Linked DNA regions of Mus musculus: region 2 is linked to region 1. The links are chromatin contacts, called in public ChIA-PET maps. All regions are on one chromosome and are shown on one strand. Each heading gives the region's core, a stretch centred on a gene start, on an enhancer-like site or on the middle of the called end of the contact. The rest is flanking DNA. Distances are from core to core; before and after follow the strand shown. Region 1 overlaps A930035F09Rik (a long non-coding RNA gene). Region 2 overlaps Nrp1 (neuropilin 1).

Region 1 (2,700 bases), core at 189-2,688:
GTTGAAGACTGCAGTCCACATGGAGGGGAAGGCATGGTACCTCCAGACCCACAGTGGCAAAACTATAACTCCTGAAGGTTCAACAACCTGCCAAAAGAGTGCCACTACTTGGGGGACTTTTCATATTCAAGCCACAATGTGTTTAACATGAATTCAACACGATCCAGTAGTACAAGACTGAAAGAAATAAAATAAAATGGAGATGAGCTAAAAGGGAAACTCACTGGAAAACAGGGAATGAGGCAAAGAAGCTCGTTGTACACCAAAGACAGTCTAAGACTGTGTGAGCACTGGGTCCAGTTCATATTCAAGAAAGAGAATCTCACAGCCCCCAGGCCCCACCTAGTTTCCCTCCGTCTTCTCCAGACACCGTGTCCACAACAGTACAGGCAAAGGTGTCTCCTCCATAGTCAGCTTCTGCATACTCCCTTTCCACCACACAGAGAAATAAAATGTATGTCTAATTGGCTTTCTAATAACGCTAATTAGCTCAGGCCTTTGTGATCCATAAAGAACAGAGGGTGCTTCCATCTTCCTATCACACTGCTGGGGCTGCTGGGGCTGCTGGGGCTGCTGGGGCTGCTGGGGCTGCTGGGGCTGCTGGGGCTGCTGGGGCTGCTGGGGCTGAGCCTCACGCTGCTCCTTGCTGTCTTAGAAGAGACTTTGAAACTGCTTCAGTGAAAAATCTCTATTTTGCTACTGCATATTCAAACCCAAGGTGTTAAGCAGTGAAAGCGGTTATGACAGAGTTCTAAGGGATGTTCTAGAAGGAAGGGCTATATTAAAACAGGAAGCAGTCTCTAGAATAGCATGGAGTTGTAATAATTGGACAGCATTGGCCATTTCTACCCATCTTTGTACTGTCCAGCTCTGGGAGGAACCAAAGAGAAAGTCTGCTTTTGTCTGTATCTGAAATGTCTCTGGGCCCATGGATTGAAGGTTAGATCACCCCTTGAGAGGTGGTCAGAAATGAAGATGAGAAAAGTAGTAGGAAGTCTTCTAGCTGTTAGGGGTGCACCCTTTAAGGAAAATATAGGGCCTCTGCCCTTTATCTTGTTCATTTCCTGGCCACACAGGGAGCTGATCTGCTCTTGGTACTTTCCAAGCTACAGCTCTGAAGCAACAAGACAAAGTGATCAGGCACAGAAGCCAACAAAACCGGGCCATACATGAACATGGCAAGCACCTGAGATAGTAAGAGAAAGCCCTTCTACAGTGCCACAAAGGGGCCAATGAGTTTTCGAACAGAGGAAACAGGGACTTCTGTGGAACCCAGCAGGCTTTTCCACCAGAAACATTACTGCAAACACCATATTGAAGAGACTCGGGTGCAAGGACGAGGACTCAAAGAGTCCAGTGTCACGTACTTACAGTAGGCACCAAGCCAGCTCCCTCACTTAACTTTAGACAAATCACTCCCTGGTCCTCAAGTCCTGCCATTAAATAAACAGAATGGCGCTTTACAGTTTGTATGAATACTCCCTGTGAAGCAGCCGAGACAGGTTTCCTCTGCTCCTGCCTTTACCTGGGCTAGGAAATGGCCCATGTTATCCCCACAGTAGTTTCTGTAACACAGTATTTCCTTAAAGCTATTCTAGGGCTGCCCACTTCCCATTTCCTGTCTAAGGTCAGGAAGTGTTCTTAAAGAAATAGCAGTGATCACATCTTGTGACATGCTTGTTGTGATTCAAAATAACCAGTGTTTAGAAACCATGTATTTACGACTTAGCAACAAAATAAGTCTTTGTTGTATATAAATAAACAGTTCTGGAAGAGGATATGGTACAGTTTGTATGAGTGTGTGTGTGTGTGTGTGTGTGTTAACCTATAATTCCAATATGCTACAATGCAGAGAATCTCTGAATTGTAAGGAAGAACTGACATAGAGCTGTGGTATTGGGGCCAGCCACTCATATCAGGGGCAGCATGGAGTTTAAGAAAAGAATGATGAGCTAAAAAATAAAAGATAGGCATATTATGAAATACTAATTTTATTTAAAAGGAAGGTCCTATACATATTGTGAGATGATTGAGAAGTGAGAAACCAATCTGGGAATCTAAAAGAAAAACAATCCCCCATGGATAGAACACATCTGGGGCTGGGAACATGAGAAACTGAGAAAATAAGACATTTTTGTTACTAAAATCTTAGGTTCCCAGGAGTGAAGAGATAAGCGGGAGAGCTGGTGGTGGGGAGGTAAGGTTCTCCACAGTTCCAGCAGGAAATTACTTTAGGCTAAACTAGAGACACTGCGGGAAGTGAGAAAGAAAACGCTCTGTTTGTGGGATTGCTGTTCAGGAAGTGGAGTGGGGAGCCCCTTGGGAATGAACAGGGACTGAGGAGGAAGTGTAATAATGGATGATTGCTGCTCCTGAGCCTGGGAAGAGGGGAGGTGCTACTGACAGCTGAGAAGGGATCAGAGGAAACAAACAGGGTTCACATTTAGGTTGTTTGTTTGATAGATGTTTGGACTGTTTATGTGACAATAAATAATCAAAAGCGAAGCTTTGAGGGATGGCACTTCTAGGAAGCAAGAGGCTGAGGGGATAGCTGCCAGTTGACTCTGACTGCTCCATCAGCTCTGAAGAAATGCCTTCAGTGTGTCCCCCACATCGGGTCTTCTGCATATGTCCAGGCTGATCAGAGCTTTTGGATGATTCGTGAAGCTTGGGGCATCTGTTGATTCTAACGTCATGGAA
Region 2 (2,700 bases), core at 113-2,612, 210 kb before region 1:
TGGAGCAGAAAGGTTAACCGAAGGAAAGATGTATACATTAAAAAGTTCTCAAAGCCTTGCCAAAAAAACCAAAACCAACCAACCAACCAACCAACCAAACAAACAAACAAACAAAAAACCCCCACCTTCCTGAATACTCAGGGGGCTCTAGAAGTTCCTATCTCTCTTTCTAGAGAAAGGAGGAGACTGCAAGTAGCTGAGACAGCAGAAAATGATTAATGGGTCCTGAAAACATAACACCTGTGCCCATTACATCTAGGCCTAGTTGAGGTCTGACCTCAGCCTTCTCTGCTGTGACATAATCTTCATCCCTTCCTGGTTGATAACATTCCTGGACAGGACTCAGAGGTTCTTTGTTATCAGGTAAAGGAAGTTTAGAGAGAACCTGCCTGTATTTTCTGAGCTCTCTGTCCTATGCCAGAAATTCCAAGGAGGCACACTTGGGAGTGGCATTTACCCGATTTGGGTCTCTCTCTCTCTCTCTCTCTCTCTCTCTCTCTCTCTCTCTCTCTCTCTCTCTCTCTCTGTTCTCTGTATCTGGAACTCACCAACTGACTATGCTGGCTAGCCAGTGAGCTTAGGGGACCCACATGTCTCCACTTCTCAGCTGCCATACTGACTGTGTACATGGATTTGGGGGAGGGGATTTAACAGACCTTCTTGCTTGCATAATGAGTACTTTACACACTCAGCCACCACCCAAGCCTCCTGAATCAGGACTCTTAATAGAACAGAGAAGCAGGAAGTGAACCTATTCCTTTAGAAATGGCTTTAGACGTGCTAAAGGGAAAAACAAAGATGGTCTAAGTGTCATTTCTCAGGAATCTTAAAGTATAACCAGCTGTTACAGAAGTTGATGATTTAATGGGATGTTTTAAAATGATACAATCACTGTATCTGTGATTCTGTATCACTTATTTGAGAAAACTGGAGGAAGATAACATAGGAAGAGAATCTGCTACCTCTTGGTATAAACACACACACACACACACACACACACACACACACACACACACAGAGAGAGAGAGAGAGAGAGAGAGAGAGAGAGAGAGAGAGAGAAGGTATCATTTATATTAGATACCATATTTCAGTCAACACCCCAGTTATAGGTTCCTGATTATGCTCAAACTTGGTCCTCTTAAAGAGGATGAATTAAATCCATAAAGAAGAAAGAATTAACTTCCTTTTTTGATGCTTGGGTTAGAAACAAGGCATTCTCTGCACTAGGGAAGGGCTCTCCCCCTAATCGTTAGCCTCAATTTAGAGATAGTTTAATGGAATCCAAAAGCTACATATCAAGACCTTGGTTTAAACCGAAAGTAGAAATCTGTTTGCTTAAGGAGTACCACCAGCTGAAGGCAGAGATCAAAGGTCTTTTTACTTTAGAAGTCAACAGCAGTCTCGGTTACTAGGGACATTCCAGTGGTTGGTTGAATTACAATGTGTATTGGTACCTCTCAGTCCCAGCATACCCTCACCCTGTGTGTGTGTGTGTGTGTGTGTTTATCTATATGTGTGTATGTGTATATGAGTCTGTGTATGTGTGTGTATGTGTGTGTATGTGTGTATATGCATGTGTATGTGTAAGTGTGTGTATGTGTGTGTATGTATATGCATATGTATATGCACATGTAAATGTATGTATGAATGTGTATGTATATATGAGTGTGTGTGTTTATGGAGGCCAGAGGACAACTTGAGGTACTATTCTCTCAGGCATCATTTACTTCTTTTTTTTGTTTTGATTTTTAACAGTGTCTTTTGTGGTATACAGATCAGCATCCTAATAGCACCTCTATCTGGGAAGAGGCCCAAGGGATCCATCTGCCTCCGCCTCCTCGACTGCTAGGACTACAAGTGCATACCACCACAACTGACTTTTTCATGTGGGTTGATCAAATTTAGGTCCTCATGCTTGCAAGGTAAGCACTTTACCTCCAGAGCCATCTTTAGAGCCATTATACATCTTTTATATATGAAGAAACAAAGTCACAGAGTAGTTAAGGAACTTGCTCATAGCACAGCCAGGATTCAAAGCTAGAGTGGCTTAGTAGCCATATCACTAAGATGCTCCTGTATCAGAAATCAAGTAGTACAATCTCTTCATTTTAGTTTGCTTTTGAGGGGAGAGGGTCTTCTTATGGTACCCAGGACTGATTACAGTTCCTCTGCCTTGGCTTCCTGTGTAGCTGAGATGTCTTCTGCACCCAGCTTCTAATCTCTTCACTACTAGGTAAGAACACCAAGTTCCAAGAAAAGTCTGTACTCAGGAATCATGTTGATATTCACTGATGTGCCTACAATTTGAATCAAACTGGCAACAAGATAGAGTGGCCAACTCAGCCATGCCAAGCAGAGTGGGAACACATCCAATGGGCTCAGCGTCCTAACACAGCAGAATATGTGAGTATCCCGTACATAATGTGCCATGACTAGAGGAAACATGTAGGAAGAGACAGACAAACAACTAAGGGCTCTGGGTTCTTGAAGTAAATTAACTGGCCTTTTAAACCTTAAAAAAAAACAAAACAAAAAAAAAAAAAAACAGTAGAAATCCAACATGTCAACACTAGAGCTTAATTAATTTCCTTTTTTAAAAGAATACATTTGCTATCAAGGTCCTGACTCTTGATAGATCTGCAAGTGCTGTGAGTAATTGAGAATCTGACATATAGTATTGTTAGACCCAATTAAGTTGTT

The links. ChIA-PET counts read pairs in DNA pulled down with a chosen protein or histone mark.
Region 2: a contact with region 1 is called in an RNA polymerase II ChIA-PET map of memory CD8 T cells, with 6 read pairs. The contact joins two enhancer-like sites. A contact is called at or near these places in 1 of 484 Hi-C or Micro-C datasets (embryonic stem cells) and 2 of 115 datasets of contacts at active chromatin or transcription factors (memory CD8 T cells and pancreatic cancer cells).

What each region holds. Positions count from the first base shown.
Region 1 is chr8:128,267,094-128,269,793 of GRCm38.p6, reverse strand. All of the region lies in intron 1 of A930035F09Rik (a long non-coding RNA gene), which reads left to right. Among named protein-coding and RNA genes, the nearest start is that of Mir21c, 9.8 kb to the left of the region's middle. Within about 2 kb of position 1,438, at least 28 of the 459 cell types and tissues checked have an H3K27ac peak or open chromatin away from gene starts, as enhancers often do. A contact at or near this core is called in memory CD8 T cells, where this site is marked.
Region 2 is chr8:128,472,758-128,475,457 of GRCm38.p6, reverse strand. The region is part of intron 9 of Nrp1 (neuropilin 1); the gene reads right to left. It overlaps Gm32643 (a long non-coding RNA gene), which reads left to right. Exons shown (of 7, transcript XR_003947627.1): 2 at 1,775-1,922; 3 at 2,234-2,403. Among named protein-coding and RNA genes, the nearest start is that of Gm32643, 19 kb to the left of the region's middle. Within about 2 kb of position 1,362, at least 32 of the 459 cell types and tissues checked have an H3K27ac peak or open chromatin away from gene starts, as enhancers often do. A contact at or near this core is called in memory CD8 T cells, where this site is marked.